Regions from separate parts of the Mus musculus genome. Here region 2 is linked to region 1. Evidence: chromatin contacts called from public Hi-C data. All regions are on one chromosome and are shown on one strand. Each heading gives the region's core, a stretch centred on a gene start, on an enhancer-like site or on the middle of the called end of the contact. The rest is flanking DNA. Distances are from core to core; before and after follow the strand shown. Region 1 holds the start of Pbx3 (pre B cell leukemia homeobox 3). Region 2 overlaps Mapkap1 (mitogen-activated protein kinase associated protein 1).

What was found. A called contact is a pair of places that touch in the nucleus more often than the background predicts.
Region 2: a contact with region 1 is called in a Hi-C map of the N1E-115 cell line, with 2.5 times the contacts expected there. The contact joins the enhancer-like site here to the promoter of Pbx3 in region 1. A contact is called at or near these places in 2 of 484 Hi-C or Micro-C datasets (the N1E-115 cell line and olfactory sensory neurons), 4 of 115 datasets of contacts at active chromatin or transcription factors (the SCID.adh cell line, bone marrow-derived macrophages and embryonic stem cells) and 3 of 9 other capture datasets (adipose tissue, liver and pancreatic islet).

What each region holds. Positions count from the first base shown.
Region 1 is chr2:34,368,119-34,374,420 of GRCm38.p6, reverse strand. Pbx3 (pre B cell leukemia homeobox 3) reads left to right here and starts at 2,376. Exons shown (of 9, transcript NM_016768.2): 1 at 2,376-2,700; 2 at 3,524-3,597. The coding sequence starts at 2,501.
Region 2 is chr2:34,479,354-34,485,655 of GRCm38.p6, reverse strand. All of the region lies in intron 4 of Mapkap1 (mitogen-activated protein kinase associated protein 1), which reads right to left. Among named protein-coding and RNA genes, the nearest start is that of Mapkap1, 76 kb to the right of the region's middle. Within about 2 kb of position 3,010, at least 17 of the 459 cell types and tissues checked have an H3K27ac peak or open chromatin away from gene starts, as enhancers often do. A contact at or near this core is called in the N1E-115 cell line and the SCID.adh cell line, where this site is marked.

The sequences.
Region 1 (6,302 bases), core at 1,127-3,626:
GATAAAATTCTGCGAATTTTACATCTCCCTTGCTCTCTCATTCCTTTATACCAAAAAAAAAAAAAAAAAAAAAAGCACGAAAGGATTTGGTGACAGTTTGAAAAACAAGTTTAGAGTAGAGAAAATCCAATCAATGATGGCTGTAACTCATAATGAGTACTTGAAGAATCAGCAACTTGACACACACAAGAGCAGAGAATATTAATGAACTCAAAGGAGGCTCTTTGGACTTAAGCAAGGTAGATTGTCTGGAACTCCTTCCCCAGCAGCTGTGCAGTTGGTAAGCCTTGTAGCTTGCCTGGCCTGTGAGTTTGGCTGTTAGCTTTGCAGTGGGGAGTATTTAAAATCACACTCAACATACGAAGGAAAGAACCTGGAACTGAGTAGCCTGCTTTATTCCAAGACTCCATCTGGCATTTAAAGAACTGCTTGTCCTACATTCAACCCTGCAGAGTAACAGCCATTTTTCATCTCCTCACACCTCTATTTTTAGTTTCAGGTAAGATCGCTTATTGAGTCTGAGAAAGGAACGTTTAGAGGTAAGAGCCACCAGTTAAACACTTAACCTAGGGTCATCTCCATGGGTTTAAAATGAGATCATGTTGAATCCTCAGCCTGAGAGATGAGGACAAGATCAGCCTCAAGACTCCACCGGAGGTGTAGGTGCGGATTCCAACACCGTTTAAGTCTTTAGTCTCTCTTGGGCAGAAGTATAATGGATGAAGAGGTGTTACAGGTATGTAAATCTGTTAGGTGAAGTTGACTACAGCCGAAGGGGTCAATTTGTCAGTCCAGTCCATTTCTAAACAAACTTGTCTGTAAGACTATTGTCTCGCTCTCCGCAGGTTCCGCACACCTGCCAGGGTAGTCCCCGGATCTCCAGGACTCGTCGAGTGTGCAAAGCGCAGTTAGCTTAGAAAATAGTCCTGGATTTCACTCTCTCCAGGTGACATGTTTCTGTGACCTTTCCATTTGCTAGCTTTTCAGAGAAGAGCTCTGTCCATGCGAAACCACAGGCTCCCATTCTAACTGGTCACTCCTTGAGGGACAGACAGCGCAAGGCCCTACTGCCAGCGCTAACTCCTTGTGCTGAGTTCGGGTTACCATAGCGACCGTGGGACGGGCAGGGCTTTTAGACCCTTTTCCCGGTCTCAGCCCAGGACTTTCGAACGCTCCAATTGGGACAACCCTTTCTTGGCTCTGTCCCGCCTCGTTCGGCGCTGAGCGCAATGCGATTGGCCCTGTGCTTGAGGCCTTGTGCCCAGAGGGTACCACCTCTTGATATGAAGAGCGGGAAAGTATCCCAGGCACTGTCCGAGGCGTGAAGCTCATCTCATGCAATGGGGGACCACGCTGTCGGCTACGGGTACACTTTATTCGGTCCTATATAACACCTCTAAGTCCCCAACTGCTAATAATAGGGAAGGAGCAGGATCCGGGGACAACACTTTGCTGGCTGGACTGACCGACCATCTGTGGAGTGCCGGCGCGAGTAGCCCATAAGGCTCCCGGGCTGGCTCTCAGGCACCCCACAGCAGAGGCCAGAGGGGACGGGCTGCGTTCTAGGGGCGGGGCCAGTGGCGGCGGCGGGAGGCGCAAAGCCCAATGAGAGAAGGCTCCGCCTCCGGAGGCGGGGCATCCGGGGCGCTCCCCCGCCCTTCAGCTCTCCCTGCCCCTCCCCCCGCGGGCGCCGGGGCCGCAGTGAGTGAGTGGCACTGGCAGCCTGTCAATCCCTCAGCCGAGCGGCCTTCGAGCCCGGTCCACAGCGGCTGCTGACTGGGTGCGCGGCACCGGAGGTGGCGGCGGCGAGTTCTCCCGCCTCATCAATCTGCTGTCCGCCCGGCGTGCGGCCCGCCGGGGCCCTCCACCGGGCTCCGTGTCCCCGCCGCGCCGGCCCGCCCGCTCCCAAACTTTCCTCCTCCGCCCCTCTCGCTCCCCGCGGCCCGCCCGTCGGCCTCCTTCTCCTCCTCCTCCGCAGCCCGCCGCCGCCGCCGCCGCTCCCTCCCTCGGGGCCGCCGGTGCTCCGATCCCGCCCGGTTGAGGCGGCGGCGGCGGCGGCAGGCGGCTGAGGGAGGGGACCGTTCTGGCTGGCGCGGGCGGCGGCGGCCGCGGCGTCCCGGCAACTCGGCTGGCGCTGAGGACCAAGTTGTGCGGGGCCGCCCGGCGCGGCGAGGGGCGCTGAGGAGGCAGCGCGGCGGCCGCGTGAGGGCAGCGGGCACCACCGCCTCCGCCTCCGCCGGCGAGCGCGCCGCTTCCGCCCGCCGCTGTCCTCAGTCTCCTCCGCGGCGGAAGCCGGAGCCGGACGCCGGTCCGCGTCCCCTCAGTCGCGGGCCGCGCCGGGCCAGGCCGCCCCCTCCCGCGCGGGCGGGGAGCGCGCGGCCGCCTCCCCCTCCCCCTCCCCCTCTTTCTTCTCCTCCCTCGCCGCCGCCGCCGCTGCCGCCGCCGCCGCCTCAGCCTTCGCCTCCGCCGCCGCCGCCCGCTCCCGCCCGCGCGCGGCGGGATGGACGATCAATCCAGGATGCTGCAGACTCTGGCCGGGGTGAACCTGGCCGGCCACTCGGTCCAGGGGGGTATGGCTCTGCCGCCTCCCCCTCACGGCCACGAAGGGGCGGACGGCGACGGCAGGAAGCAGGACATCGGCGACATCCTCCACCAGATCATGACCATCACCGACCAGAGCTTGGACGAGGCGCAAGCAAAGTTGGTGTCGTCTCATTAAGCATCTTTTGTGTGTGTACGGGAGCCGGGCTCGGGTCCCGGCTGGCTCCCGGGACCCGGGCCTCAGTTGCGGGCGGGAACTTTCTCCGCCCGCCGGGCACTTGCTGTGTCCCCCATCGCGCGGGCAAAGTTGCTCGCCGGGCTCGGGACAAACTCGATCATTGCTTCGTCCGTGCCCTGCTGCCCGCCCCCCTCCCCAGATTTAAACCTCCCGCTCGGACCCCAGCGCGCTCCGCGTCCCAGCCGGGTCCGTGGCCGCACCGCAGGGAAGTGCAACTTTCTCCGCCTGCCCAGACTCCGGGCACCCACTCCCCTCGGCCCAGTCCGGGGTGACCGGCTGCTTCCCCGCACAACCCTGTGCGGGAGCGCCAAGTTCTCTAGAGGGAGGGCCGCTTGGCAAACTTTGCGGAGCTGTCACCCGCTGATTATTAGCCGCCCGCTGGCCGCTGCGCCCGCTCCTCTTGTGGAGCTTGGGCGTTGGGGTTCCCTCCGCTCCGGTCTGGTCCCTTGGGTCCCGCCGCGGCCCCCGGAGCGGAGCCTCATGCACGGGTCACTCCTGTGTACGCCGAGGCTTCTGTCGAGCCAGCAGATGGGTCACGCTGCTATCGGGCTGGAGCTCTCAGCCGCTAGAGCTTGCCGCCAGTTGCGAACTAGTAAACTTGAGTTTTTGTTGACTTCCCGTGGTTCAAAGGAGCTTTTCCAAACTGGGGGCCGGTTTTAAATCTTGGGTCTAACTTAAAGGAAGGCGCCATATTATTCCAATAGGTGATGCTAATACCTTTGTGTTTTGCTATTTGTTTTTTAGGAAACATGCTCTGAACTGTCACAGAATGAAACCGGCGCTCTTCAGCGTCTTGTGTGAGATCAAAGAGAAAACAGGTAAGACTCTGCTGCTCACAGTGGGCCTGGAGACCCCCGAGGTGGGGTCAGATCTACTCCTTCGACTCTCCAGTTGAGAGCTGCTGCTTTTGGGCACCGCCATCTTTGATCATTCTTTGCTTCCCACCTCCTGATCTTGAGAAAAAAAAAACAAACCTGCAATAAATCTGGAGTCTATTTCTCAATTCTGCTTTGGTACTAAATGAAGTGTATATGAGAATGGAGCTGGGTCGCAGTTCCCTAGGAGGTAGTCCCTGGTTTCAGTCGGGGAGGGGGCTCTAGCTAGTTGCCCTCTCCTATCTCTTTTTGCCTGTGTAGCATTTTTTAAAAGGAGCGGTGGGAGACTGGATGCCAGGGACCGGTTCCCCTGGAGAGGCGTCACTAGAACTTTGTTTTACTTAGACAGTTTTAAGCTTCGGTTCTACTGGTAGAAGTCACAACCGAACACACCTCAGTAATACCCTGGACTTGGTGCTTTAGGTGGGAAGATTTTTAGGAATCCAGGAAGGAAAATCATGTGCTTAGGCATATACAATGTATCATGCCTATTAGTACTTCTATTATAGCCTCCGTCTTACAACTGCTACACTTGTAAAACTGAGCTTCAATGTATAAAGAAAGATGTCCACAGATCCTGATGAAACAAACATTCTGAAGTTCAGGGCAGGAGTAGGATAGGTTTGCAGAAGTGCTAGAATGAAAATTGCTGATACAGAGTAGGGAAAATTTTTGACAGTTCCTTATAGTTTAACTTTCTTGTCAGACTTTTTCTATTTAAGGTATTTTTACTCTTGACTTAAGGGTAAAGCTAAAGTGCATATATATACATATGTTTTACATGTTTTAGTTTGTGTTTAGTTATCTTTCCTGTATATGGTTAAAAAAAAAAACAACCCTCCATCAGTCAAGCTTTACCATTGATTGATTTATTTGTGGTTGTATGTGTTGGGTTGTATTGCTTTTTAAAGTTGCCCCTTTGTAAATTGAGGCAAAGAAGAAAAACAATCAAGTCCAGTATATTGCATTTTCCAACTAAGGCTGTTTTAATGTTTCAATGTTTGGCTGTCTTTGAGTTGATTTTACAAATAATAATATACTGCCTAGGACTGTTAGGCAGGAAGTTAAGTTATACTCTATTTAAACAGGTACTATTCATATTCCTAAAAGTAAGCCAGGGAAGATGATGGTTTATTGCTTTCTCTTAATGTATGTATGCTAAACCAGAGTTATTAGTAAATATTGAGAGCTTAAAGAAATAACCTTATTTGCTTTTCATTCATGCCATGATTTTTTTTAATGATTGTTTTTTGTTTTTTGGTGATACACTTTACATTTTGAAAACCAAGTCGTTTTAAATTATTGACTTATTATATATTGATTTTAACCACCTTTTGAGCACCTTATGATTTAAGATGTTAGATGATTTTAATCTAACTATAAAGATGTCCAGCATTGAACCTTGAAGGCTTTAATTTGGGTGAATAAAAGTATATACTCTTAGGACATTTATGTTGCTTAATTTCTAAGGGTTTTCTTGCTATCAGGGCTCCACTCCAGTTCGTGCTGACAGCTAAGCACTGGAATATTGACTGTGTTGTGAATATTAAGATTGATTCAATTTTATATGGCACTATATTACTAAAGAGAGGGAATTGATGCTCTTCTCTAGCAAGAACACCCTTCTTTATGATTTGTATTTATTTTCTGTCCCTTTATAGTTTTGGTCTAACCACACAGAACTACACAGCATTTCATGTTTGAACACTTATCAGCAGGAGAAATTCAATTAAGAAGTGTTAGTCTTCCAGTTGCTTATTTGCACAGGACTTAGTTACACCATTCTGAAAGGAAAGCGTAGTCAACGACATGTCAAAGGTGAGTTAGGAAAAGAAACAAGTCTTTTCAGAGTCTGGGATTATGGTCAGAGAGAGCTTTGGTAGGGCTATTGCTATTTAACAACCAGGAGAGAGCAGACAAAAGAAATTTCTGTGTTTTGAAAATTGTTTCTTGGGCTTTCAGTGATAACTTGTAAATTAGATCCTCTTTTTGTGCGTTGACCTGCGACCTAAGTTTGCAGGTTATCTTTTTTATAAAAAGCCAGCAGCCGACAGTGAAGGCGGCTGTCTGGGCAGAGGCATCCTCTTGCCTGCCTCTCTGAGCTCGAGAGGGATGGGATTTAAGTACTGAGTGATTGATGGGGTGAAGCTCTCTCTCTCTTCTCCTTTCTCCCCTACTATCCATAGCTCTGCCTCATGCTCTAAACCCAGTCTTAGAAGGAGACAGGATCGCTAGACTCAGCCCTCAATTTGAAATAAAACAGCTGTGTAGACATTAGTGTTACCAAAGCAGAGAAAGCTGGGCAGCACATTCCAGGGCCTATCCCTTGCCTGCTTTTGCAGCCCTGCTTTAGAGACATTATGAACTTAGAAAATAAGTGTTAGGGAATATGTGTATGCTACTTAATACTTTCTCTTTAAATAATTTTATTAATCTATTATCATAATACATAAGGATTAATTACCCACAGAAAGTTCATCTAGTCATTTGTGAATATAAATCAGGAATATTATGTGATGACTCTATTCTGCATAGTGAAGGGGAGGGAGGGGGCTGACAAGTTGTGAACTAAAGGGGTGGTGGGTGGGAACTGCCACTGTCAGTGGACAGTGTGATTTTAGTTTTGGTTTTCTTTTAAAATAAGACAA
Region 2 (6,302 bases), core at 1,761-4,260, 110 kb before region 1:
AGTAAAATAAAAATTTAAAAATATATATCAACTGGAAAAATTTGGTCATTCATTGTCAAATTTATGTTAAGCAGTAAACAAAGAATAGGGGAAGCAGGAGGGGAAAACTGAAAGCCTATTCAGACTGTAACAGGAATGGCAACCACTTTCCTCAAGCTTAATTCAGAACAACACACTTCCCGTTACCATCCATGTCTACCATGCTGGTGGTATCATGTCTCGGGTGCCAGGCCCCTCAGTGCAGAGGCAAAGGGTTGGTCTGGACTGTGGGCCTGTCAGCTTTGAGTGGTGTGACTATGTACAGGTCTGTAACCTCTTTAGAAGTCAAGTTCCCTCAGCTGTGAAATACACAGGAGAACATCTGTTTTTAAAATACCGCAGTCTAAAGCAAAAGTGAAGCTTGTACCAGGGCTCTGTGGAACTGGGGTATAGATCTGTGCAGAGGCCCTGAGTTGATGCTTGCATCTCTCCTGCAAGAGCTCTGTTCCCACGACTGTTATGTAGTCAGTGATCCTTCTTATGTGGTCAAAGCTGCTGCTCAGACAAAATATTCTTCTATGCAAAAGGAGGCACAGGCAACAGGGAAAGATTTCTTCAATTGTTTGCAAAGAAAATCTATAGCAATCTCCTCTCATCTGGCCTGGAGACAGTTACAGTATGTCCTAAGATTCAGTCATCTTAAAGCCATTTTTACAAGATAGAAAGTGTCCATCTTGAATTTTCATAGCCATTGTGGGATTTTTTGATCATTAAATGCTACACAGCACTCTGCATTTAATTATACAAACAATGGCTTCCATAATGATGATAATATCAGGGAAAGGTAATTTGCATGAACTAAGCCCCATCACCTAGCATAAGTTTAGAGATCTCTTTATTATTAAATCATTTATATAATAAAATCAATACACTTTAAAAGTAAAAACAGGATTTTTTGGACCATAAAGAAGAGTTACATGTTTTAAACGCTATCAATTTTCATAGTATAATGAGTCTTTTAAGATTTAATACCAACTTTCAACATTAAAACTCAATGGAGAGCACATGCTTGACTCCATTACTAGTTGGGGGGAGCTCTGGCAAAGGTCACACAGTTGGCCATCACCACAGTCCTCAACTACAGGAAACTGTGGCACAACCCCTCAATTACCCCATGGACAACTGAACTTCAAGAGGCTAAAACATTTCTGAGCAGAGCTGCAAAGACAGTGAAGATCCAGGCACAGATTTTCTTGTAGAGTTTCAGTTGATTAAACACTAACATAAATATTCACCTTAAAATTCTATCGTTTCCTTGATTTACCTGGTCTTTAAGACCCACACATTTCTCTGTAGTACCAAGCACATGCCTGCTTTATCAGTTTAAGACTTGATGTTCTTCAATAATAGAATTCAAACGTTTCACCAAATCATCATTTAGTAAGTCCTAAAAATCTTGTAAAATTAATCTTTCATGCACATACAGCTTATCCAAAGTTGGGCTATAATTAGACAGCCCTGGCATAAATGAGCTTACTACTTTATTTGCTCAATCAGTGTATGTCTCTTCAGTAATTATAATTAATTCAAGTCCCTGACGCACCTCCTAACAAACAATGTAAAAACATCAGACAAAATGGAAATAAATAGCCTTACATTTCTCCAATTATGATATTCACTTTCATCCTCAAAATGCATACGTGAGATCTGGGGTGGGTCTGCTCTGTATTTGAAAAAAAAAAAAAAAAAAAAAAGCCATGCAAAGAACCTACAACTCAAAGACCAAAACACACTGCTTTTTTTTCCCTCATAGGAAAATACAGACACAAATGGTCAACTGAAGATTTTCATTTAGCAGCTTGTAAATGTACAGAAACAGAATCAGCAAGAAAAAGAGAAAGCAAATCATTATTGTGCATCTAGAATAACCCTGAGAGTCTTGGAGTTACATACAAAATGTATAACTGCAAAGCAGCATCCAAAACTCTACCAAGCCTTCACCAGTCTCCAGGGCAGAAACCTAGGGGAAAGAAGCAAGAGGAAGGAAGCTATTGTTTAAAATGAGGGGAAAGTTGAGTCCATGAGCACTGAGGACAGTTAGTACTGAGCAGCTGAAAGACAACCAAGTGTGATGGGGAAGCAGAAGCAGGAGGATCACTGCAAGTTTGAGGCCAGCCTGGACTCCACTGTGACTTCCAGGCTGCCTGGACTCACAGTGAGACCATCTCCACCAAGCAGTAAGATATGCTGCTTGCCTGTCTCTCTGTGAAATCCGGGACTGCACAGAGCACACACCACAAACTGAGCCAACCACTGGGCTGGCAGTAAGGACTGATACCTTACTGTACTGCCATGTAGCTTTTTACCTCTGCTTGATACCGCTTGCTGGGCATGTATCCAGAATCCTAGTATCTCACTTAATTCACCCACGAAGACTGTCTTAGAGCTGAGGAATATTATGTAGGCTACTCCAAATTTTTTAGGAGGCAGTGTCAAGTCCTCCTCCTCCCATGGCAAACCCTTCTCTCTGGGTAAATCTCATACCTGAAGCACTCACTATCTAGCAAGGGGTACAAATGCTGCAACCACAACTTCAAAACTAGGGGTTGCCGATAGAAAGGGAGGAAGAGGGATAGAGGAAGGGCTGCCTTAGATACTCAGGGAGTGGAGAGGCTTGCAGGTGGGCACAGTGCAACTTGGTAATCCTGTTTCTGGGATTAAAATGCAAAAGAACATAAGGCCCCTTAAAAAGCTGGTAGCAACCTCTTCAGTTTTCACAAGCAGCAGTCAATACTAACTCATAGATCATAAGGATAGCTATTCTTAAGCGAAGAGACAAATCTGTAATTATAAGGTCTTTCTGTTAGTAAATCTGGTACCCAGGTGGCAGTATGCCAGTGTGCTCTCATCCAGGGAGGAAAATAACAATTTGGCACCTGGAGAGAAGGGTCAGCAGCATATGGTGTCAACCTCCATCCGGCTAGGGGCTTGAGGTGGTCACAGTGCTCCTTAGGTTACAAGCCTCTGCAGGAAGGGGCAGCCCAGACTTGCTAGCTTGTAGAAACTGAAGAGTCACTAGTGTGCCCGGGTCCCCAGGGTGTCTAGGTTAGCCCCTGACATTTCTCCATGCTCATCCTGAGGCTCAGTCAGTCTGATCTCCTTGGAGGTCCTAACTAAACCAGACACTGGCAGAGTTGGATTTTTATCTTATTAAAATAGATATGGCTAATTTGTCTTTTCAAATTCATTTTAAATTAAATTGGATTTCCTCGGAAGGCTGCTGGGTCAGTTCCCCTGCTGGAAGGCAGGACAAAGGTTAATTGCACGCCCTTCCCCAGCTCTTCTGCTCTCCTGGGCAGACTCTGATAACCTGCCCCAGAGGTAGGGAAGGCTTTGGTTTATTGGGCAATAATGCTGCCATTAGAACCATTTACCATTATGCCAGGACCTTTTTTTTTTTTTAAACAAAACAAAACAAAACAAAACAAAACAAAAATTCCAAGATATGATTGCAGTAACTGGAAAAAAATGTAATGGTGTTACCAGGTCGGAAGCTAGTTCTTTCAAAACATGAAATCAACCACTAGCGCCTGAACTCTTTGCTTCTTTAGAAGGTTCTAACTGATGCAACAGTGTACACCCTTCTGGAGCAAACTGTTCACTGATTTCAATGGGAAATTCTACTAATACTTTCACTTAATTTATCTCATTTTAGAGTGTCTACGTTCATGAAAATTTAACCCAGTAATTCCCTGTTATACAAAGCATAACAAAGTATGAATACTTAAATACAGTGTAAATAAAACACTTTATCAATTATCTTTTTGTATTCCAAATGAGTGACTTCACTTAGCATGTCTGCCTTACACAGCACCACACTATTTTTCAATTAAAAGTCCAGATGTTTCAAAGGCTCCAGTAGGCACTAGCAGTTATGAGAAATGCTTTCTCTGCATTGTAATCATCACTAGCACACCAGCTCCAGGCTGCATTAACATATCATGTTTTATTCTGTCCCCTCCTCACAGAGCAGGGAATAGTGCAGCCCAGCACAGAAGCACAGGCGGAGAGCTGGACGGTCAGTTTCCTTTGCACCCCATCCTCTGAGCTGTGCGTTCTCACATGACTGCAGGACTTTGGAGAGCAGAGTTCACTGTAAATAACCTTGCTTCTTAGCAGGAACAATAATCGGTTTGATTTTCCTCAATGGGGCTGAAAACTGAGCCCATGGCTCAGACATGCTGCACAGCATTCTAAACCTGACTGCTTCAATAATCTGTGTGTGAGAATGGGACAAAAGCACTGCACAGGCGCCTACAGAGGCGTCTAATGTGTGGTATACTTGCTTGTGCCTAATTGACACTCAAAATCAACTAGAACATGGAGTCTATAAAAGCCACCCATAGTTTGTTACAATTAAAGTCATTTATTCTCATTTTTAATGGCAGTTTCATCTCTTGAACAACAATTCACCTGTACTGAAACCAAACAAGTATAACAATTACCCTTTCTCCCATTGACAGAAAGCAATACTAGAGCCAAACAATGCAGTTCTGACAGCTGCAACAAAAATGTTTTTGCATTTAGTATTCTGTTAATTAAATGACCTCTTCACCCACAAACACAAGCAAAAGACCTATATTGTATTGTAAGAGATATTCCTATGCTTTGTCAATACAAAGTAATTTGTAGAAAATTATAGGTCCTTATCATTAAGAAAAACACTACCAAATCAAGTTCAATCCTAATTTTTGAGTTACTTTACAAAATTCCTTCCTTTGGAATGTTCTGGGAGGAGCTATTCTAATCCAGACGCCATTCAAAAGGTAAATGCTGCTGGCAGCACCCACCCTCAGAAGGGTCAAACCAGACAGGCCCATCTCAGCACCTACACAGACAGCTTCTGCTCCTTCCTGAAGGGATCTTAGGTGGAACGTTTTTAATACATCACAATGTCACTTTTTAATGTGCTCCAATCTATTAACCACATGGCAAACTAACAGGGATTTTTAAAATATGGGTTTTATGGCTTTGTGCTTGTGATTAATTAAATAAATAGTCACCATTTCACAAATCATCCCACTAATTAGTCTAAAGCAGACACTTTGCATTCGGTGATATTCCTGCCATCTGAAGCTCACAGAAGGACAGGAGCTGTGCAGCATAGGCATGTCTCTGCACTTTGGCGCCCATTGTTGTGACTCACGGCTGGCATCCCACCCTGCAACCCAGAGGCTGAGGCGCCATCTTTGCAGGTGCTGTAGTCAGCTGGAATTTGGCTCCAGCTGCTCAGAAAAGATGTTCCTCTTAATTATTCACTTACCCTAAAGGAAACAATGGAACAACAAAGAACTTAGTGCAGCCTCCAGCTGCAAACACCAGAGGCGTCACCACCAAGGCTCAGGAGCAGGAGCTCAGGAGGGAGCTGGACCCACTGACCGTGCAGACTGCTAGGTCAAGGAAGCGCTCTCAAAACATGCTATGTCATCATCTGGAATTCAGGTATTAAGTAATTACTTCCAAGTTCCCTTTAAAGACCCGAAGTCACTCTCTTTTGAGATTGACTAGAATTCAACCGTAGTTGTTTTAGTGGCATATTTTCAAAGATATTAATTCCTTTGAAAGCAAATTAAATTGAGAAATAATTTTTAGTGCCAGAAAAAAATTCAAACAGGAATATATCTAGAATATGATTTCTTTCAGGAAATATACTGAGAGGCTTCCAGTCTTAAAATTCATTACAGAGTGTGGAAGGCACCTTCACTAGGAAGCTACTGTCCTGAAAGGGCTGCCCTCCTCCTCAGCTGTGCAACATTTCCAAAGATGAGAGGAGGAAGTGGAGGACAGGAGTAAAGACCTGGGCTCTGAACCAAGACAGACGCAGAAGAGGCTCGAGCCTTTCCCTGAGTTGTACAACCCATCTACCCTCAGCTTCCTCCACTGTACAGGATTCTGCATCTATCCTCAATAATTCCAAGGAAACTGAGACACAGTCCCAGGACATTCTTGCAGAGCAGATGCTAAAAACAGCAGCCACGAGGAATCTCATGAGTCAGTGAGAATTGGCTTGAAAAAAGAGCCAAGCCAACTGAACCTACCCCTGCAGGTGTTGCTTCAAATAGGGAGACAAACCCAGGTTGTCTGCAACAGAGGTGAAAGAAGCAAGTGCCTAGCTCTGAGCAGTACTTGTGAGACTCCCCATGAGACAGAAGAGATACTAACTGAGCTTGGGGTTCTTGAATTAGAGTTCTGGCTTAACTACTTATCAGTATGTAACCTAAGGCAAGTCTGTCCACTTTTCTAATCCTCAGATTCTCTCTTCA